Regions from separate parts of the Sus scrofa genome. Here regions 1, 2 and 3 are each linked to region 4. A link is a contact called in public HiChIP or PLAC-seq data. All regions are on one chromosome and are shown on one strand. The core of a region is the stretch at or near the end of the contact, and the rest is flanking DNA. Distances in the headings are between cores, read along the strand shown.

Region 1 (5,157 bases), core at 1,041-3,540, 140 kb after region 4:
CCATACCCCCCCACCCCATCTCACGTCCCCCCAGAGATCGAGGGCTTCTTCCCAGTCCCCCTAGAGGCAGCCTCCCCACCCCTGGACAAATGCTGCCTGTGTTTGCGGCCGACGTCTCGAAAGGTCACCAGCATGATTTCCGAGTTAAGCACCTGTCTGAGGCCCTGACTGACAAGCACGGGCCGCTGGCAGTTGAGTCCCTCTGCCCAGCCCGCCGGCAGCCACCACTGCATTCACGCAGCCCCAGCCGGGCCGCTCCGCTCCAAGGATGAGCCAGGCCTACTCGCCCCCTCTCTCTCTGGTCTCTTTCTCTCTTTTGGGCACTCGGTCTGTCTCCTTGCCTCTCTCCAGATGGGAGTGCACGCCTGGCTCCCAGGGCCCGGGGAGACGTTGCCGCTTCTCGGAAGGCGGGCAGAGAGGGCAGGGAGCGCCACCACCTGACTCCAGCATCGGCTCCGAGGCTCTGACTCCTCCTCAAAGCCCATCCCTTGGCACACAGAACCAGGTTGCCTGCAGGCACCCCTGCCCCAGCCTCCTCTAGAAGGACCTGGTCTCCTCCTGGGGCAGCAGACGACCAGAGAGCCCTCTCTCTGGGGCGCACAGGGCCTCCTCTCCAGGTTTGACCCCACGCCAGCTAGGCTCATGGACCAGAGCCCACCGCCTTTTTATATGTTCTAGAAGGCCTGGCTTGGGCTGTTGACTGCCAGCATTTTCTGAGATAGACGATGGTGGTGCCCGCCTCCTTGAGGTGGTCACTGCCACTTGCCTGTCCCTGGGCAACCTCTTTTGGTCCCATCCGGAATCCTCAGTCCTGGGGTCAGACGTGTGTTAGCCTTTTCTCCGTCTAGTACCCAATACTCGGGCGTAAACTCTGTCCGTGGTGGAGCTGACAGTGAAGCTAGGGCCAAGGCTGGACCCAGCCCCTGTGTCTCCCTCCAACCCTGCCAGGCCCGCGGGAGTCCTCTCAGCTTTCTGCCGGCAGAGTCCCCCTCCTCGTCTGCTGCTGGTCTGGCCGGAGGCCGGGAGCTGGGGAGACTCGTGCCCTCCCTCCGCAGGGAGAGGGGCTGCCCCCAAACCAGTGGCTCAGGCCCCACGCTGTCTGCCCCCCCCCCAGGAAGAGACGACATGCTGGACGTGGAGACCGACGCCTACATCCACTGCGTCAGCGCCTTCGTCAAGCTGGCCCAGAGCGAGTACCAGCTGCTGACCGACGTCATCCCCGAGCACCATCAGAAAAAGACCTTCGACTCTTTGATCCAGGTCCCACCCCGCCCCGGGGCCCTGACCAGATGCCCCAGCAAGAGCTGTCCCTGCAGAAGCTTGCGTGTGGGCCAGGCCCGTGGTCCACAGCCCTCGGCTCCAGCCCACCACCCTTCCCGCCATCCCGGGGGTCTGTCCTGGGCGCCGTGCCCCGTCGGGACCTCCCCGTCAGAGGCCAGCGTCCCCCCAGGCTCCTGCCGGCGGCCTCGCCGTCCCTGGGAACCAGCCGTCGGCCCCCTCCCCTGAGCCCTGCCCTGGCCCCGCTCCCTCAGGATGCCCTGGACGGGCTGATGCTGGAAGGGGAGAACATTGTGGCCGCCGCCCGCAAGGCCATCATCCGGCACGACTTCTCGGCCGTGCTCACCGTCTTCCCCATCCTGCGGCACCTCAAGCAGACCAAGCCGGAGTTTGACCAGGTGCTCCAGGTATGTGGGTGAGGAGGCCCTCGGGGACAGTGGCGGGGAGGAATCCTGCCGCCCGCCCGGCGCACCCTCCCAAGGGAACCGTGGTTCTCGGCCCCCACGCCCCGGCTCCGAGGATGAATGGCAGCCACTTCCGCAGCGCCCGGGGCGTCTGGGGGGCTCGCAGGGGGCGTGAAGGAGAGAGACAGTCCCCTGGGGTGACGGGCCAGGAAGCAGCTGGAAGGAGCAGGGCTCCATGTGCAGCCTGCGGCCCAGGCCCTGGCACCTGTGCAGCCACGTGCTTCCTCAGGGCACGGCCGCCAGCACCAAGAACAAGCTGCCCGGCCTCATCACCGCCATGGAGACTGTCGGAGCCAAAGCGCTGGAGGACTTCGCCGACAACATCAAGGTGCCCTTTCTTCTCCGCTGCCGCCAGGCCAGCCGGTGACCCGGCCTGGGAACTCCAGAGCGGGCCTCCCGGAAGGAAGGGGGGGAAGTGGGCTGTGCCTCTGGTCTCCTGCCAGTACCCACGGGCCTCCCTTTCTTCCAGGGGCCCCCACCCCAGGCTTGAAGCTCCTGCCTCACTTGTCAGGTCGCCCTTGAGCTTGAGGGGTGTGCTGACATCTGTCTGCCAGGAGGTGGCGCCAGGAGCCTGCCGGCGGCACAGGGTGGGCTCAGGGCCTCCTTGGGAGCCGTCTCAGGGAGTGGGGCTGTTTTTTCCCACAGAACGACCCAGACAAAGAATACAACATGCCCAAGGATGGCACCGTGCACGAACTCACAAGCAACGTAGGTGCTGGGTGGGGACACCCAGGGCGGGGAGGGGGCCCAGCCTGGCCCGGAGCCTTCACCAAGGGTGCCCAGATGGCAGGAGGGACCCGCTTAGTGCCGCCAGCACCCAGAGGCCAGACCCACAGGGTGAATCACAAAGTTGGCAGCCCCCTTTCCACTGGGCGGACCCCTGGTGCTGCACCTGCCCCAAAGGGGTCAGAAGGGGTGAATCGTGGGAAGTGACCTGACCTCGTGGCAGGTGGGTCCTGCCTTTGACCTTCTTCCTGGACCTGTTTGCTGCCCCTGCAGGCCATCCTCTTCCTGCAGCAGCTCCTGGACTTCCAGGAGACAGCAGGCGCCATGCTGGCCTCCCAAGGTACTGGGCACCTCCCAGCGGGGCCCGGGGCCCCACTCCTCTCTCTTGCCTGGAGATGTGGGCTTAGCCCCCCTCCAGGGGCACTGGCCCCCTCTGGGTGAGGAGATTTCCACCCCCACCCCCGCCCCGAGCTGAGCATCAGGAAGGTGGGGGGGCGGTTAGACCACCTCTCGTGGCCTCCATCCCCTCTGGGCTCCTCCCGCTGTCCTCACTCTGGAGAGAATGCGCTTGTTTGAAGGTGCCCTTCCTGCCCTTCCCCCCCCCCCGCGTTTCCCGGCTCCTCATGTGTCGCCTGTCCTCCTAATGAGTGTCACGCCGTTGACCCCGTCAGGGGCCGGCATCTCAGGGCCAGCCCGGCCTCCTCTCTTGACCGCCGCCCCGGGACTGGGGCTCGGGGGATTAGCGCGTTAGCACAGAGACCTGGTGCAGCTTGCTGGTGTCCCCAGGCTTCCCCCTTTCACCCCGGTTGCTTGGGCAGGGAGCCAAGGAGCAGCCTCTGGCCTGCGGTTTTCCCGCTGTCCCCTTTGTGCAGCGTGACGCTGCCCTGCTGCCTGTGTTTGGGCGTCGTGGGGAGTGGGGCTGCCTGGCTGGAGGGCGCGGCCGTTTCTAACCTGTTTTTGCACTTCGCATCTTTCTCCCTCCTTGTCTCTCCTCCCCCCCTTCCCCTCTGTGCTCACTGCCTCTCACTCCGTAGTTCTTGGGGACACATACAATATTCCTTTAGACCCCCGAGGTAAGCGGCAGGGCTCGGTGGCCCCATCCTCCCCCTCTGGAGCCCCGTGGGTGACGTTTCCCTGGGGACAGAGGCCCCTGGACAGACCCGGGACCTGCTGGGGAAGGAGTCAGAGGGGACACGGGTTCCTTCAGCGTGTTCCCAACCCTCTCAGCTCCCTGATGGCTACTTTCTGTCCCTGGGCTTCTCCAGGCGGGATCCTGCTGTGTCCAGCGCCCTCAGTACACCCTCCAGGCTGGCCCAGCCCCTCCCGGCCCCCTCCCCTACCTGTCCCCCTCCCCGCTTGCCCCTCGGCTGGCCTTCTGCTCTGTGCAGGCAGCAGGTCCGTTCAGGAGGGCTGTTCAGGAGGGTTCAGGAGGCCATGCAGAGCCTATTCTAAGTCTCTGTTGCTGTCACCTGGGATAAGAGAGCCTTGTAGAAACCAGCCAGCCTGGATCTGATTTGGGGCTAGGGCTCAGGGCGTGCCCCTTGCTGTCCTGCCAGCCTTCCTGCTGATCCTATGATGGGAAGAGGCCCAAGGGAGCGCCCGGCGGCGGGAGGGAGCCCTGCGGCTCAGCACCCAGCTGCTCCGTGGGCCAGGGGAGGCCAGAGAGGGTCAGCGGCCGGGACAGGCTGCAGTAACAGGCCTTCTCCTCTCGCAGAGACCAGCTCCTCAGCCACCAGCTACAACTCGGAGTTCAGCAAGCGCCTGCTGAGCACCTATATCTGTGAGTGCTCCTGCGCCCGGGCTCCCTGCCTCTCTCTGCCGCTCCCCTTTGTGCTCTGCTGCTGTTCCCGTCCTGCTCCTGAGCGCCCCTGACCTTCAGACGTGCAGCCTTCCCTCTGGTTCAGGGTCTGCGGGGGCTGGGCCAAGGGTCCTGAGGTCCATGGGCTCTGGAATTGGGGAGGGACAAGGAGCAACAGGTGGGAGTTGGTTTGTGGGCCCCCTTTGGTCCAGCTGCCTTGGTGGGCATGGCCGCATCCTTCCCTGTGCAGGTAAAGTGCTGGGCAACCTGCAGCTGAACTTACTGAGCAAGTCCAAGGTGTACGAGGACCCGGCCCTGAGCGCCGTCTTCCTGCACAACAACTACAACTACATCCTCAAGGCCCTGGAGAAGTAAGGGGCCTCCCCCGCCCCGCCCGGCCTCCCCCCCCCCCCCCCCCCCCCCCCCCCCCCCGCCCGGCCTGCTGGGCGGGCCCCGGCGTGGCCGCGGAGCCGGCAGCCTTTCTGTCCTCCTCTCTCTCCCCTTCTCCCCCGCACCCCACCCCGCCCCAGGTCTGAGCTGATCCAGCTGGTGGCCGTGACCCAGAAGACTGCCGAGCGCTCCTACCGGGAGCACATCGAACAGCAGATCCAGACCTACCAGCGCAGGTGGGCACCCGCCCCCTCCCCTCGCCCGGGTACCCACCCACCCCTTCCTTCTCAGCCTCAGAACCACCCCGGGCCCAGCAGGAGTGGGGTCAGTGACAGCCCCTGTGATGGTCCCACCCCTGCGCGGGCTGGAGCGGAAGCCCCCTTCCCCACCAGTCCCCGCCCCCCGGGGGCTGTTTGGCCAGCCGTGGCACGGGAGCCTGCCAAGGGTGACCCAGCAGACATGTCGGGAACATTTAGACCGAGGGAAGAGCAGGGTCGCAAG
Region 2 (5,220 bases), core at 1,622-4,121, 160 kb after region 4:
GGGTTCTGCCCAGGTCCCTAAGCAAGGAGGGTGGTATGGTTTAAGTTGAGTGAAGGACATGGACTGGAAAGGAGGTGAGAGGCACAGCAGATAGGACTTTTTTCCATTGTAAGGAAGGCTTCTAGTCTGAGTAGAAAGAGGAGCCACTGCGGAGTTTTGACTATAGAACCAAGATGATCTGACTTTTTCTTTTGTTGTTGCTATTTTAGGGTCACACCTGGGGCATACGGGGATTCCCAGGCTAGGGGTCAGATGGGAGCTACAGCCACTGCCCTACGCCACAGCAATGCGGGATCCTGGACACATCTTCGACCTACACCACAGCTCAAGGCAACGCCAGATCCTTAACCCACTGAGCGAGGCCAGGGATTGAACCCACATTCTCATGGATCCTAGTCTGGTTTGTTAACTGCTGAGCCACGACAGGAACTCCCTGACTTACTCTTTTTAAAGAAAGCATTATTGGGGTTCCTCTCATGGCTCAGTAGTTAATGAACACAGCTAGTAATCAAGAGGTTGCGGGTTTGATCCCTGGCCTCGATCAGTGGGCTAAGGGTCGGGCATTGCCATGAGCTGTGGTGTAGGTCATAGAGGTGGCTCATATCCCGCATTGCTGTGGCTGTGGTGTAGGCAGGTGGCTACATCTCTGATTCAACCCCTAGCCTGGGAAGCCTCCATATGCCATGGGTGTGGCCCTTAAAAAAAAAAAAAGATGAAAAAAGAGCATTATTAAAATGTAATTCACGGAGTTCCTGTCGTGGCTCAGAGGCTAACGAATCCGACTAGGAACCATGAGGTTGTGGGTTTGATCCCTGGCCTTGCTCAGTGGGTTAAGGATCGGGTGTTGCCATGAGATGTGGTGTAGGTTGAAGATGTGGCTCGGGTCTGGCGTTACTGTGGCTCTGGCATCGGTGGGTGGCTACAGCTCCAATTTGACCCCTAGCCTGGGAACCTCCATATGCCTCGGGTGTGGCCCTAGAAAATGCAAAAAGACAAAAAAAATTATATATATATATATAATTCACATAGTGTAAAATTTACCTATACAAAGTGTTCATTTGGTTTTTAGTATACTCATAGCCAACACCATAATCAATTTTAGTTAGTTTTTGGCCATGCCTGTGGCACGCAAAGTTCTTGGGTCAGCTGTGGAGCCCAGGTCACAGCAGTGACCAGAGCCACAGTAGTGACAACACCAGATCCCTAATTCACCAGGCCATCACGGAAGTTCGCCACAATTAGGGCATTTTTGTTCCTGCCGAAAGAAACCCACCTCCCACCCCTAACCCTAGGCAACCACTCTGTCTCTATAGACTGGCCTATTCTGGACACTGTATATAAGTGGAAGCAAACAATATGTGACCTTTATCTGTGGCCTCTTTCTTTTCTTTTCTTTGGCCATGCCCAGGGCATGTGGAATTTCCTAGGCCGGGGATCTAACCCTTGGCACAGCAGCAACCTGAGCCACTGCAGGGACAAATCCAGGTCCTTAGCCTGCTGAATGCAAGGGAACTCCATGGCTTTTCTCATTTAGTATAATGTTTTAGAGATTCACCACATGCAGCATGTATTAGTACTTTACTCCTTTCTTTTTTTTTTTTTTTTTTTTTTTGTCTTTTTGTCTTTTGTTGTTGCTATTTCTTGGGCCGCTCCTGCGGCATATGGAGGTTCCCAGGCTAGGGGTTGAATCTGAGCTGTAGCCACCGGCCTACGCCAGAGCCACAGCAACGCGGGATCCGAGCCGCGTCTGCAACCTACACCACAGCTCACGGCAACGCCGGATCGTTAACCCACTGAGCAAGGGCAGGGACCGAACCCGCAACCTCATGGTTCCTAGTCGGATTCGTTAACCACTGCACCACGACGGGAACTCCCCTTTACTCCTTTCTATGGCCAAGTAAGATTCCATTGTATGACGTGCCATTCTATTTATCCCTACATTTGTTGATGGACATTTATTTATTTATTTTTGTCTTTTTAGGGCCGCACCCGTGGCACATGGAGGTTCCCAGGCTAGGGCCTACACCACAGCCACAGCTAGGCTAGATCTGAGCTGTGTCTGTGAACTATACCACAGCTCATGGCAACGGCGCATCCTTAACCCACTGAGCAAGGCCAGGGATCAAACTGGCAACAACTATTCTACTTCCTATGAATTTAACTACATTATAGATACCTCACATAAATAGAATATTACCCTTTTTTGTAACCGGCTTAGTTAGCACAATATTTTCAAGCTTCAAACGTGTTGTAGCACGTGTAGAATTTCCTTCCTTTTTAAGGCTGAATTAGTATTCCATTGTACAGATAGAAGACATTTTGTTTATCCCTTGAGTGTCACTGGGTTGCTTCCAGGGAAGGGTACAGCTCCCCATTTGCTTGAGAAAGCTCCTGCATTGTGGTCAGCTCCAGAGGAAGGCGCAGACAGAGGCGGTTCCCTCTCGGGAGGAGTACTGAGGAGTAGTTAGTGCGGAAGGGTGGGAACCCCATCTCCCAAGTGCCCGGGGAGGGAGACACTCCAGAAATCAAATGTCTTAGCCAACTGCCTTCCTTTGTGCGCAGAACGGGAGCCGGATCCCCCATGCAGGGATGTAGGAATTGGGAGGCCATCCCTCGGTCCTCCCTCCACCCTTGGTGGACGGGAAATGGGATGGTCACCAGAAGACGTCAGAAGCTACGGCCTGCCTGCGCCTCCGGACCCAGCAGCCTAGCCCGCCGCCAATGGAGCATGGGAATCGGAGCCCATGCGCAGGCGCACTCCAACAAGTGGCCGCTGCCTGAGGGCAGGACGGGCGGCGGCGGAGTCCGCCGCTATCCCATCAGCCCGTCCGCGCCTGTCCCGCTCTCTCCTTCCCGGGTCGTCCCGCCTCCTCTATCCCAGCCTGCTCTGCGGCGCGGGGGCAAGATGGCTGCTGAGAAACAGGTTCCTGGAGGCGGAGGCGGCAGCAGCGGCGGCGGCGGTGGTGGCAGTAGCGGTGGTGGACGCGGTGCCGGAGGAGAGGAAAATAAGGAAAATGAACGGCCTTCAGCCGGGTCGAAGGCAAACAAAGAATTCGGGGATAGCCTGAGTTTGGAGAGTATCCTACAGTAATTGGGCCTAACTCGTAATGACTACGTGTCGTTCTGGCGGGTCGGGGGCGGGAGATGCGGCGGGTCCCGGCGCACCCTGGGCAGGAGAGGCCGAGGGCTGTAGTTACTCTCGCCCCTATTTTTTTGACACCTAGGGTTCTAGGGTCTGTGTTTCGACTGGCTTTTTCTCGCATCTCCTTTGCCTTCTAGTCTGGGGAATTTCCTCTTCTTTCAGGTGGCACTGGAATCTTGAGCAGTTTTCTGCAGTTTTCCTGCAGTTGTCCAGGTGGAGGACTGGTGACAGGGCTGACACTGTGGCCACCCTGGTGAACTACTGGCTTGGCACCTTGGGTCACTGCGCTGGGCAGAGGAAACTGCAGTCTTGGCCTTTTTGTCTTAATGCTTCTGTCTGACAACCGTCGGAGAGTGGATAATGAAAGTTACAGTTTGATGCTCTGGAAGTGGAAGCAAAGGCTGACTGTTCTGAGGAAAAGCGTATTGCCCATTTTGAATATAAATCATCGTAGATTTCTAGCAGTACTTGGATAGCTTTCTTGATAGGTCTGTAGGCGTTTTATCTTGGTGAGAGTCATTGAGATGAGCTGGAGGAATTGGTTTCTGGTTTTATCAGAGTGTGTCACAATTAAGTGCTTATGCGTCTGATTTGTGGCTTTTTGAAGTGGATAAATGGTTAAGAAATTGTAGGTGAATTTCTGAAATTACACATATGGCTTGACATCTTTTGGGGAATTGGAGTTTTGCTTTTTGAACTGGTAGTATATACTTCAGTTAGAATGCCTTGATTTTGCTGCAAACCTTCTATCTCCTTGTCACATCAGTGACTGAAAATAGTCCTTTTATTGTTCAGTACTTGAAAATACACCTATAGAGAAGCATCGAGGAGACTTTGAAATGAAACTAAAATTGTAGGCAAAGGTCATTGGATTTCCTAAGTTTGGGACATAAAGTAATTTCAGATTTTTTAAAAGGAAAGTTTGGTCAGGGCTTTTTCTTTTAAAAGGAAAATCTAGTATTCAATGCATACCGTGGCCTCCTTTGGTTGGCCTGTGCTCAGCATGGCCACAGGCAGTGTCGCAGCTGCTAAGGAAAGTCAGATTTGGCAGGTGTGGGACATTATGCAAATAGAGGTATAGTCCGTGTCATTTATAACCTGAATCAGCTTGAATGAGTAAAATCCTGGGTCCAGGTGTAAAACATTGGGAACCACCCCGATGCAGTCAGTATTTAGAATCCAGCAACTATTAAGTTGTTGGGTTTCATTAATCCTCAGTGGCCAATAATGCACCCCCCCCTTTTTTAGTTTGAAGTAGTAGCAGTTCAAGCAATCAGCTTTTCTCCTTGCTTAGCCTTGTCGTATGACAGAATAGCTGTTGGTGTAAACCAGCTAAAATGGAAAAAATAAAAATCATTAAAGGAGTTCCCATCGTGGCTCAGTGGTTAACAAACCCGACTGGTATCCATGAGGACGTGGGTTTGATCCCCAGCCTCACTCAGTGGGTTAAGGATCTGGTGTTGCCGTGAGCTGTGGTGTAGGTCGCAGATGTAGCTGGGATCCCGCATTGTTGTGGCTGTGGCGTAGGCCGGGAGCTACACCTCCGATTCAACCCCTACCCTGGGAACCTTCATATGCCATGGGTTCGTCCCTAAAAAGACCAAAAAAATAAAGAAAATTAGCTGTTGAAAATGGTTCTTAGAGATTTCACAAGTGAAGGTACTAAGGGTTTCAGAAATGTTTCATGTGCTGTGATTTGATACAGATGTGAGCTCCCGGCACTAACAGACTAATGTGATTTATTTGGATTCTTGCCATTGTGAGCTTTTCCTTAATCCTGACTCTAGTTCTTCAGATTATCAAGGAATCCCAGCAGCAGCATGGTTTACGGCATGGAGATTTTCAGAGGTACAGGTCAGTATCACGTGCAGGATGTATAGAAGTCACTGTGGCATTTTCAGACTTGGGCTGTTTTTGTTAATATCCTGTTTACCCTGCTGTATCAGGAAGTATACCTAGAAAGGCAAGCTGTTATATTGAATCCTCAAAATGATACTTAATTTTCTGGAGTTCCCGTCATGGTGCAGTGGAAACAAATCCTACTAGGAACCATGAGGTTGTGGGTTCCATCCCTGGCC
Region 3 (5,432 bases), core at 1,868-4,367, 240 kb after region 4:
TCCATGGTATGAACAAGAAAAACCTGTGTGTGTGTGTGTGTGTGTGTGTGTGTGTGGTGTGTGTGTGTGTGTGTGTGTGTGTGTTTGCTCTTTTTAGGGCTGCACCGGTGGCATATGGAGGTTCCAGGCTAGGGGTCTAATCAGAGCTACAGCTGCCAGCCTACACCACAGTCACAGCAACGCAGGATCCTTAACCCAGTGATCGAGGCTAGGGATCGAACTGGCACCCTCCTGGATACTACCTGCAACCTGCTGAGCCCCAGTGGGGACTCCCCAGGGGTCATTTTTGATGCGTCCTGTCCTGTCATCAATTTGTCAGCTCTACCTCAAAATATGTATCGATCTGCCCACTTCTCTCCATCACCACCACCTCAACGAGATACAAAACAAAACAAAACCCCAACTGCCACTTCTGAAAAGCTGGGAGCAAAAGCAGGTGCTGAACATGCTCTCTGCACACAGCACCACCAAAGGGGTGGGCAGACCACCTAAGCCACCCTTCTCGCCCAACCCGTGGGCCACCACTACCCTCACCCCAGCTCACCAACCCAAGGAGCAAGGGAAACGGTTGCTCATCTTCTGCAGGAAAGTGTTGTTGCAGCAAGGACCCCAGTAAAGCCTTGCCTGAATTTCTTGCCTGGCCTCCTATCAATTTCTTTCTTTCTCTCTCTCTCTCTCTTTTTTTTTTCCTGTCTTTTTAGGGCCACACCCGCAGCACATGGAGGTTCCCAGGCTAGGAGTCAAATCAGAGCTGCAGCTGCTGGCCTACACCACAGCCACAGCAACACCAGATCCAAGCCGTGTCTGCAACCTACACCACAGCTCACAGTAACGCCAAATGGTTTAACCCACTGAGAAGGGCCAGCTATGGAACCCACCTGCTCAAGAATACTAGTTGGGTTCGCTACCGCTGAGGTACAAGGAGAACTCCTTATCAATTTCTATAGATTAAGGAGTCCAAGAAGAACATAGTAACAGAGCCAGCTTTTTTGTTTGTTTGTCTTTTCTAGGGCCACACCCACTGCATATAGAGGTTCCCAGGCCAGGGGTCCAATCAGAGCTGTAACTGCCGGCCTATGCCAGAGCCACAGCAACACGGGATCCGAGCTGTGTCTGTCACCTACACCACAGCTCATGGCAATGCTGGATCCTTAACCTGCTGAGTGAGGCCAGGGATCAAACCCGAAACCTCATGGTTCCTAGTCGGATTCGTTAACCACTGAGCCACGACGAGAACTCCCAGAGCCAGCTTCTGACAAGAGGAAGACACGGTAGCCAAACAAATAGTTTAATGCCGGGGGTATTAACAACAACATCAGTTATCCATGACTTGCCCAGGTACATTGGAACCTGAGCCAAAAAGAACAATCGGTAATAATGTTTCTGTCTCTTTAAAATTTTGGTTTTTTAGGGCCGCACCTGCGGCATAGGGAGGTTCCCAGGCTAGGGGTCCAATCGGAGCTGTAGCTGTTGGCCTATGCCACAGCCACAGCAACTAGGGATCTGAGCCAAGTCTGGGACCTACACCACAGTTCACTGCAACAGACAACACCGGATCCTTAACCTGCTGAGCAAGGCCAGGGATCGATCCCGAGTCCTCATAGACACTAGTCTGGTTCACTAACTGCTGAGCCACGATGGGAACTCCAACTTTTTGTGTTTTATTCATCATAGATTTTCCTGCATTTTGACTTTTTTAAATGTCTTATTAAAATAACTACTAGTCTTTTTTTTTTTTTTTTTGTCTTTTTGCTATTTCTTGGGCCGCTCCCGCGGCGTATGGAGGTTCCCAGGCTAGGGGTCCAATCGGAGCTGTAGCCACTGGCCTACACCAGAGCCACAGCAACGCGGGATCTGAGCCTCATCTGCAATCTACACCACAGCTCACGGCAACGCCGGATCGTTAACCCGCTGAGCAAGGGCAGGGATCGAACCCGCAACCTCATGGTTCCTAGTCGGATTCGTTCACCACTGCGCCACGACGGGAACTCCTAACTACTAATCTTGATTCGTTTTTTGGTGCTCCCTTTTGTCTGAGGTGAATGCCTCACTCACCGTACTTATTGCCAGGACTGTTACTAAAAACTGATGCAATAAGGAACAGCTTGCAAGTGTACAGTTTTTAATTTATTTTTATTTATTTTTTAAAGGGCATTAGTTATGTTGTTACAAAGGTAGATGAAAGATACAGATGTGTAGTGTGCCATTACCTGATCACCCTGGCATGAAGTCAAAAAGTAACTAAAATAAGCAAATCATTCAATAGCATGTTAAGTATTTTACTGAGCAATTCTTTAGGGATCAAAATAAAAAACCACGACTGGTTGACAGTGGCTGTTTCTGAGGATAGGCAACTTGAGCTTTTCATTACAAATCCTCCTACACTAGTTCTTTGATGACGACGATAATTGTGAAACAGAAAAGTCTGGATTCCAAGACCTGTGAACACACAGTTCTAAGTCTCACTCCAAGTCCACACCCACCCAGAAACGGTGGGTGGGGGGAAGCACCTGCAATTCCACACCCAGCTCCTCGCAGCCCTTGCCTCCGGCAGCAAAGATACCATTATCTTAACAAAAGACAGCTGGAGCCTCTCCCCGGTGCAACTTTGGACCCCGTCTTTTCCTTTTTTCCTCCAACCTTGGATAGTTTCGCGGAATCCTACGACCTCCCCCAGCAACTGCGCAAGGCCCACAGGCGCATCGCCCGCAGCCCTAGAGGTTCCGGCCACCGGCGTTTCCGGGGAGGCCTTTAGCGGACGGACCCCGAAGCGGCGGGGCGGGCAGGTCCCAAGGCGCAGGCGCAGTCCTCCTCCGACGCGGTGCCCCGCCCCTTCCCCGCCCGTCGCTAACCTGTCAGGGCGTCGGGGGGGCTTCACGTTGCCTCTTTCCGCCCAGCGTGATCACGTGACGGGTGAGGGGTTAGGTTACCGAGAGCTCCCGGCTTGTCCCCCCTCTGCAGTTTCTCGACCTTCTTCCGGGCACCCCCTTGCCCGGGGGCCGCTCTGAGGCTCCTCTCGCCGAGAGGCAGGGACTCACCCGCCCCGAGGCTCTCACTGGCGCCTCCTCCGCCTCGGCCGCGGCAGTCACGCGGCGCGGGAGAAAGGGCGGGCCCGGGCGGGCGGAGGCGAGCGGGGGCGGGGACTCGCGCCGTCCTGGGCGGCCCTTAGGGCTGGCGCCGCGCTGGAGGTGCAGATAACCCGCTGGTGCTGCCCTCGCTGCTGCTGTCTCCGCCGCCTCCCCGACCTCCGCTGCCTCTGCTGGCTGTCACCATGAACCAGGACCTACAGAAGGAGCGAGCCGCCGCCAGCTTCAACCCGGAGCTGCTCACACACGTCCTGGACGGCAGTCCAGAGAATACCCGGCGCCGCCGAGAGATCGGTGAGGACGGCGGGCCGGGCCTCCCTCCCCGCCCTTCCCGGAGCAAAGCTTGAGACTCCCACCGGGAGGAGTCAGAGCGGCTGTGAGGCGTAGGCCGCAACCTCCGGCTCAGCTTTAGGGGAACCGGGAAACCCCCTCCCCACACTTTTAGAGATGCTTGTGGCGGGGGAATCGCCCATCCTGAGAGGGGATCTGTACCCGTAAGTCCGAAACCTGCTGTGATCCGGGGAGCTGTAACAGAGCCTTGAATCTGTGTTTCTCTTGATACCCTATCATTCTTTTCCAGAAAACATGATTCTGAGTGACCCAGACCTGCAGCATGAGGACCTGAACTTCCTCAGTCGAAGCCAGCGTTACGAGGTGGCTGTTAAGAAGAGCGCCACCACGGTGAAGAAGATAAGGGAGTTTGGCCTCGCAGACCCAGATGAAATCCTGTGGTTTAAAAAGTAGGTATGCGGAGCTTTCCCGTGGAGGATCCGAGGTAACTAACCCGACTAGTATCCCTGAGGATGCAGGTTGGACCCCTGGCCTCCCTGAGTGGGTTAAGGATCAGGAGTTGCAGTGAGCTGTTGCAGGTCTGCAGCTGCTGCTCGAATTTGACCTCTAGCCTGGGAACTTCCATATGCAGCTGGTGTGGCGCTAAAAAGACAAAAAAGACCCCCCCCCCCAAAAAAAGGTACGTGTGTCTTAGTTTACATCAAGTGCCCAAGCCCAAACTAAAGCCACAATCTGTGGTGTCCTTTTTCTCTTGTTTGGCGTTTGAAGACTCAAATTGGCATATTTTCACACCACTTTAAAGTTGTAAGTATGAGAAATAAGGTTTCCGCTTACATTTAAGCCTTTTCAGTGGATGACATTTGTACAAAGCTTATAATGGAGATGCTGTAATAGGATTTCAAGAATCATACAAATTCTGTCCACGTGTGTCAATTTTGAGTGATTTAAATGCAGAATGACTTTGCTGTTTGTAAGAAGGAGGCCTGCTGAATCTAGAAGCTAAATTGGGAAGGAATTTTTTTTCTCAGCTGCAAAGACCAAACATTTAAATATTTTAGAGCAATAACAGATTGTATTTTCACATGATAGTGTAGCTCTTGAGTTTAATAATGGAAAATAGGGATGGATGAAAAAGAACTTGAGTCAAACCTCAGAATGGATATAAGGATTCAGCATTTTTTAATCTGGTAACGGTGTTTAAATGGCTCTTATGTGAGTGAATAGACACCTCATAAAACATGCCTTGGTCCTACTCTTGAAAACTGACCTTTTTTCAGACCATCTGCTTTTGGTTGTGTTTTTTTCATTAGAAAGAAAACACAAACTTTTTTTTGTTTGTCTTTAAACAGTATAATTATAGGAACCTAGTACAAGATTCCTTTGGCCTATAACATCTCTTAACAGTTTTTGTTTGTTCCTGTTTTAGGTTCCTACATATTAGGTTTTAGGTTTCTACATTTTAGAACTCCACTATTTTCATCAATAAAGAGCAAATGAGGAGTTCCCGTTGTGGCCCAGCGGTAATGAACCTGACTAGGATCTGTGAGGACCTGGGTTTGATCCCTGGCCTTGATCAGTGGGTTAATGATCCGGCATTGCCATGAGCTGTGGTGTGGGTCATGGACAAGGCTCCGATCTGGCGTTGCTGTGGCTGTGGTGTAGACCAGCAGCTATAGCTCAACCCCTAGCCTGGGAACCTCCATACGCCTCAGGTGTGGCCCTAAAAAAAAGGCAAAGAGTAAATAATGTGAATGGTACTTATTTAAGAGCCAAGAAAAGTGGAACATGGTACAGGTTCTGCCTTTTTGTAGCAATAGTCATTATTCCTTTTTACTGCTGCCTTTAATACATTTGGTATCTAATTATTTTTAACTCCATCGGGTTATTATTTTCAAGAGGAAATGATTTACTTTGACCCTTAGGATCACACTCAGAACTCCTTTCCATTTTGGTTATAAAAACATGGTTAATTTATTTTCGATAGCCTAAATCAGAGTACTTAGCAACTTCCAAATGCTCTTTTTTTTTTTTTTTTTTTTTAATTTTTCAAGTTTG
Region 4 (5,203 bases), core at 766-3,265:
AGGGTCCCCCTTGGGTTCACCAAGAGCCTGGCCTCACCTGCCGAAGCCCCGCAGCCGGCATTTTCACCCATCATATTCCGATGCATTTTTGGTTGTTAATTTATACCCAGCGTGGGCCATTCCAGGAGAAACGTGGGATCAGAGGGTCAAGACAGACCCGTCTCGAAGGGTCCTTTGCAACTAGGTGTCAAGGACGAGACACCGCAGAGAACTATTTGCAGCTTCTCCAGACAAGGCGGCAGCTCTGAGAAGGGGGCCATGGGCAAGGACGCCCAGTGTCAAAAATGACAAAAATGCTCTCCAGAAGCCACCACAGACCGTCTGGGCAATCGTGTTCTACAAAGCTGTCTCGGGGCCCAGTCCTGCCCCCTCAGCAGGGCTAACAGGCAACCAGAGGGGTAGAGAAGGCATTCAAGCCTCTAAAGTGAAAGGAAAGTTCTGTGCCGGTGGAGAGCAGGATACCTTATGGCCAGGAGGGCAAAGGCCCAGGCCTGGGGCCAGCTCGGGAAAGAGAAGAAACCAAGCAAATCCAGCCCTGAACCACTTCTGTTTCCTGGGCTGTACGCATCTTCACCTACTGAGATTAAATGCATTCTTGGCTTATCTTGCCAAAAATCTGAAAGCCTTCCACTCTCCCAGTACGTCTTTTTTCCAGACCTGAGCAGGAAAGAGTGGATGTAATTGTCTGGGTAGAGCCCAGCTCTCCGGGGCCGGGTGGTGGTGGGGGTGTACCCCCTTCCCGTTCCCTGTAGAGCTGGGTTGTTTGGCGGGGGGCTGCCACTCCATCAGCAAGAGGGGACCCCCGTAAACAGACACCGCAGGGGTCCCAGGCCCTTCCCTCGGGCTTCCAGCTCCCCAGACGGCTGGTTTCCGTCCCTCGAGCCCCCTCCCCACTCCCTGCCGCCCAGCTCCTCCTCCGGCCACCCTCGCTGCCCTCCAAGCCCCTGGCCCAGCGAGAGTTGCCGGGCATAGGCTTCGGGCCGAGCTGCAGCAGCCCGGGGGCCGGACCACCAAGTTGGGCGAGCCGGCGGCCGCGGGAGCCGCTCTTTCCTGGAAGACATTTTGGCTCTTTGTTTACATCGCGGCGCCGCGCTCCCCGGCAACATGGCTGTCACCGCCGGCTGCTGACAGCGGCCCCGGCCCGGCCGCGCGGGGCTGCGGCCGCGGCGAGGCCCGCCCTCCGGCCCGCCGGCCCTCCCGCCGCGGCCCGGCCGCTCTTACCATCTGGTGGTGGTGGTGGCTGTTGGGAATGTTGGTTTCTTGGAAAAACGTGCTCAGGGCGGTCTGCAGACAAACACAGCGCCAGGGCGGCGGTTAACGGGGCCGGGGCAGGAGGCCCACCCGCCGGCCCTGCCCGGGCGGCCGGGGCGCCCCCGCCGCCGGGCCCGACCCCTCGGGGCGGGGGGGGGGGCGTCCCCGGGCCGCGCGCGGGGTCCCGGGCGGCAGGGCCCCGCGCCCCACGCGAGACCGCGCGGCCCCGCGCGCCTGCCCTCGCGATATAAATAGTTTCCCTCTCCACCCCCCCAGACGACTGCGCGGCGCGCGGCTGGGCGCCCCGGCCCGCGCCCTTGCCCAGCGCCGGGGCCGGGGAGCGGGGCTCGGCCCGCACGCACCTCGAACTGCCAGTGCGCCGCCTGCAGCAGCTGCTTCGCCTGGTCGGCCGCGCAGCCCGCGGCCAGCACGAACTGGTTGATCATGACCTGGTGCCGCAGCTCATCCATGTTCACCGACATGGCTCCGGCCGGCGCGCTCTCCCGGGCTTGGCGGCCGCGGGAGGCCGGCTGCCCTCGGCTCGCGCTCGCCGCCTCCGGCGGCCCCCGGACCCTCGGCCGCCCCGCCGCCCGCCGGGCGAGTGTTGTGGTCCGGCTCGCGCCGCCGGCCGACACCACAAACAACAGCGCGGGGCGGGGCCGGGTGTCCCAACGTTCGGGGGCCGCGAGCCGCCGCCGCTGATTGGCCGGCGCCGCTCGGCCGGAGCCCGGCTCCGGTACAGACGTTCGATTCGAATCCTGCGGCCTGTGGACCCGCACTGTTTCTCTTTTTGCCCAGCCGCGCCCATTGGCGGATGTCGGCGCCGTGGGGCTCTCCCGTATTGGCCGGCCGCTGTGTTTTGGCCTGTCCGGGCTCGCGATTGGCCACGGCCGTGCGTTTGGGGCGGAGCCGCACTCGCTGATTGGTCTCCCGTGGGTCCTTTTGAACTCAACTTGAAAACCTTGAGTGCCTGCTGATTGGCTGAGCCCCCTCTGTTTGCTGTTGTAGGCTTGGGGGTGGTGCGGCCAAGTTCATTCATTACTTCATTGAAACTGAACATGCTCAGCTGGAAAAGCAAGACAGAGTGGCTTTGACTCATTTCCTCTGAAAGATGTGGTCATCTCGAGAAACAGAGCGATCAAAATAGAAAACAGACAGAGCCTTTGCAGCTGCTCGAGTCTCAAAATTGTTTATTTTTTTTAAACTTTCAAGCAGCTCTACTTTTAAAAAGCTTTTTATTGCCATGTATCCCTTTCAAGCCTCTTTCCAGCCACTACCCACCTCACGGGCCAAACAGTTTTCCTACGTTTTTAGACCAAAACTTTGCTCTGTGAAGTTGGAAGACGGTGTTAAGGGACACTAAATATAATGGCAAAGAGGAAATGAGACTTTCGCAGACACTAATATCCCAAGCTGAAAAAATTATTTTCCCTTAAATTGTTTGACCTAACTGAAACTTTAATTTCTACCATCTTTTAAAAATAGAATAGGAATTCCCTCTGTGGCCCAGCGGAAGCGAATCTGACTAGTATCCATGAGGATACAAGTTCAAGCCCTGGCCTCGCTTAGTGGTTAAGCATCCAGTGTTGCTGTGGCTGTGGTGTAGGCTGGCAGCTGCAGCTCCAATTCAACCCCTAGCCTGGGAACTTCCATATGCTGAGGGTGTGGCCTGGAAAAACACCCCCCCCAAAAAAAAAAAAAAAAAAAAGAGTACGTCTATTCAGGTACTGGATCTCAACTCTAGACATTTAAAAACAGTTTGTTTATATGCAGGGAGCTTCTATCTTTTGGATTAAGATTTAACCTTCAAGGTTTGTACTTGGGAATTGTGGGGGTGGAGAAAGAACAAGGCGTTTAAGCAGATTGAAGAAGGGCCAGAGTGCTTAGTAAGGCAAACACTGCTGGAATTCACTGTTAGAATGTCTGTTTCTGAAAAACTTAGTCAGTTTTGGACCTGAAACACCAATCAGTGTGGATTATAATTTGTTAAGAGCCTGCAGAACAGGAGGCTAAGAAAAAAGCAAGCCATGGCTCTATTTTGACTTTGCCTGCAATGGATTAACTCTCCGTCTAAGAAAATTTACACATATAGAAAGAATAGAATATAAATAAGGAAAAAGTTACAGCCAATGTTTATGTACTGATGAAAAACAGCCTCGGGCACCAGAATGAGCCTTTTAGTTTGTCCCATTTAGTTAGCCTTTTTGTTTGTTTGTTTGTTTTGAAGGGACAGGAGTCAGCTCTTTGCCTGCCCAGACTTGTTTCTTGCCGCGATTGCACTTAGCCCTCCTGAGTGCGCATGAGCTGAGACCTGGAGTGTGGCTGGAGAGTCCAGCCCAGCTTGCCGCCCTTCCCTTCCAGTAATTGCAAGGTGAAAACAAAAGTGAGCAGCCAGCAGCTGCCATTGCCAAGGAGCCTGGGCCACAAGCAGCCCCAGAACAAGGAAGTACTGTCACTGTGGGCTCCAGGTCTCACAGGTACATTCAGGTGTCAAGCATGCCAGGGCCGTGAGAGGTAGGATCTACATGGGCAGAGGCACTTCAGGCTGCGAGAGCCCTCAGGTCTTAACTAGAGCTTCTCAAGGAAGGCAGGGGTCCTGAAAACACCATAATTGCCAAACCTATTTTTTCCTGGATATCAACATAGTTTGTTCCAAACCTCTCTTTAGCGATTGCCATTTGCAGGACACAGCTATGGGCACCTGGGGGCATGGGACGCCCGCAAGCCAGAGGGACTCCCTTCTGGTGATCTTCTGTGGGCACAGGGTCACTTCGGGCTGACAGAGAGAGAGAGAGCAACAGAGTCCTGCCTCTGATCTGTGGCGGTGAGTAAAGCACATGCTTAATCAATATTTTGCCTTCTGAGAATCTGTTTGGTAATGAATGGGGGTAGGGCTTCCCCTTCTCCCAATGGGCAACAGGAGTGCCCCCGTGCCTGGGAGCACTGGAGAATGAATGAGGTCATGTTTGCAGAGGGCTTTGAGCCGTTGGGATGAAAGCACCTCCCCCAGTGCAAGGTATTATTAACTGAAGGTGTTATTATTTTCATATGAGAGGACAATGTGTGGCAAGTAAAACAGAGCAATGAAAACAAGCCCATTACTAACAAATAAAACACAGTAGTAGCCTGGGAAGGAACAGAACCCTCGTTACACCAATGGTCTAGGCTCCAGAATGAGTCATGATACAGCTACTGAGGAGACTCCTAGCCGGTATTTCCTCCACCGGCCGGGATAAGGATGTTATGAATGCGAGTCACTGAGTTGGTGCAGAGATGGGCAAGAAATAGCTGGCCTGTGACAAACAGCTGCCATTTACCAAGTCCTTCCTAGAGGCCAGGCACCTTTCGAAGAAGAGTTTACCGTCAGTGAACGCCTTTTAATCCTCGCAACAATCCAGAATTCCATTTCACCAGCAGGGCAGTTAAGGCACAGAGGAGGGGAGGAGCTCACCCAAGGTCACCGTCCTAAGTGCCGGAGTCAAGCACTGGCCCAGGGTAGTTCCCAAACCTTGTGGTTAAACCATTACAGCTTCCTTAATGCTGTGTTGTCACCTCAGTGGAGCCATCAAGGATGCTGGGACTTCCACAGGGGGTGTGCTGGAAAAGCCCCGAGCCCCAAATGGGGCAAAGGTGGATCAGCCCTCTTTGCCAGTCCTGGGGGAGGGGTGGCGAACTGACCTCTCCAACCTCCAACTCTGCAGTGCATTCCACTCCCATTTCTTTATCCTCTTTTTTTTTTTTTTTTTTTTTTTTTGTCTTTTTGCCTTTTCTAAGGCTGCTTCCCACGGCATATGGAGGTTCCCAGGCTAGGGGTCGAATCCAAGCTGTAGCCGCTGGCCTACGCCAGAGCCACAGCAACGCAGGATCCGAGCCGCATCTGCAGCCTACACCACAGCTCACGGCAACGCCGGATCGTTAACCCACTGAGCAAGGGCAGGGACTGAACCCGCAA

Evidence for each region. HiChIP or PLAC-seq counts read pairs in DNA pulled down with a chosen protein or histone mark.
Region 1: an H3K27ac HiChIP or PLAC-seq map of skeletal muscle shows a contact between it and region 4. The contact joins the enhancer-like site here to the promoter of UBALD2 in region 4. A contact is called at or near these places in 6 of 47 Hi-C or Micro-C datasets (embryonic fibroblasts, epiblast stem cells, heart right ventricle and 3 more) and 2 of 2 datasets of contacts at active chromatin or transcription factors (alveolar macrophages and skeletal muscle).
Region 2: a contact with region 4 is called in an H3K27ac HiChIP or PLAC-seq map of alveolar macrophages. The contact joins the promoter of SRP68 here to the promoter of UBALD2 in region 4. A contact is called at or near these places in 2 of 5 promoter capture datasets (fetal skeletal muscle and liver) and 1 of 2 datasets of contacts at active chromatin or transcription factors (alveolar macrophages).
Region 3: an H3K27ac HiChIP or PLAC-seq map of alveolar macrophages shows a contact between it and region 4. The contact joins the promoter of TEN1 here to the promoter of UBALD2 in region 4. A contact is called at or near these places in 1 of 5 promoter capture datasets (liver), 7 of 47 Hi-C or Micro-C datasets (embryonic fibroblasts, heart right ventricle, liver and 2 more) and 2 of 2 datasets of contacts at active chromatin or transcription factors (alveolar macrophages and skeletal muscle).

What each region holds. Positions count from the first base shown.
Region 1 is chr12:5,347,416-5,352,572 of Sscrofa11.1, forward strand. EXOC7 (exocyst complex component 7) reads left to right here. Exons shown (of 20, transcript XM_003357964.4): 8 at 1,115-1,260; 9 at 1,533-1,685; 10 at 1,972-2,070; 11 at 2,388-2,450; 12 at 2,742-2,808; 13 at 3,503-3,541; 14 at 4,183-4,248; 15 at 4,517-4,637; 16 at 4,797-4,892. Among named protein-coding and RNA genes, the nearest start is that of ZACN, 10 kb to the right of the region's middle. Within about 2 kb of position 2,291, at least 9 of the 83 cell types and tissues checked have an H3K27ac peak or open chromatin away from gene starts, as enhancers often do. A contact at or near this core is called in epiblast stem cells and skeletal muscle, where this site is marked.
Region 2 is chr12:5,365,483-5,370,702 of Sscrofa11.1, forward strand. It overlaps SRP68 (signal recognition particle subunit SRP68), which reads left to right and starts at 2,872. Exons shown (of 16, transcript XM_005653867.3): 1 at 2,872-3,077; 2 at 4,930-4,996. The coding sequence starts at 2,906.
Region 3 is chr12:5,448,023-5,453,454 of Sscrofa11.1, forward strand. TEN1 (CST complex subunit TEN1) reads right to left here and starts at 3,118. Exons shown (of 4, transcript XM_003131187.4): 1 at 2,853-3,118. ACOX1 (acyl-CoA oxidase 1, palmitoyl) reads left to right here and starts at 3,252. Exons shown (of 14, transcript NM_001101028.1): 1 at 3,252-3,380; 2 at 3,667-3,826. The coding sequence starts at 3,272.
Region 4 is chr12:5,206,658-5,211,860 of Sscrofa11.1, forward strand. It overlaps UBALD2 (UBA-like domain-containing protein 2), which reads right to left and starts at 2,016. Exons shown (of 3, transcript XM_003357957.4): 1 at 1,614-2,016; 2 at 1,222-1,284. The coding sequence starts at 1,733.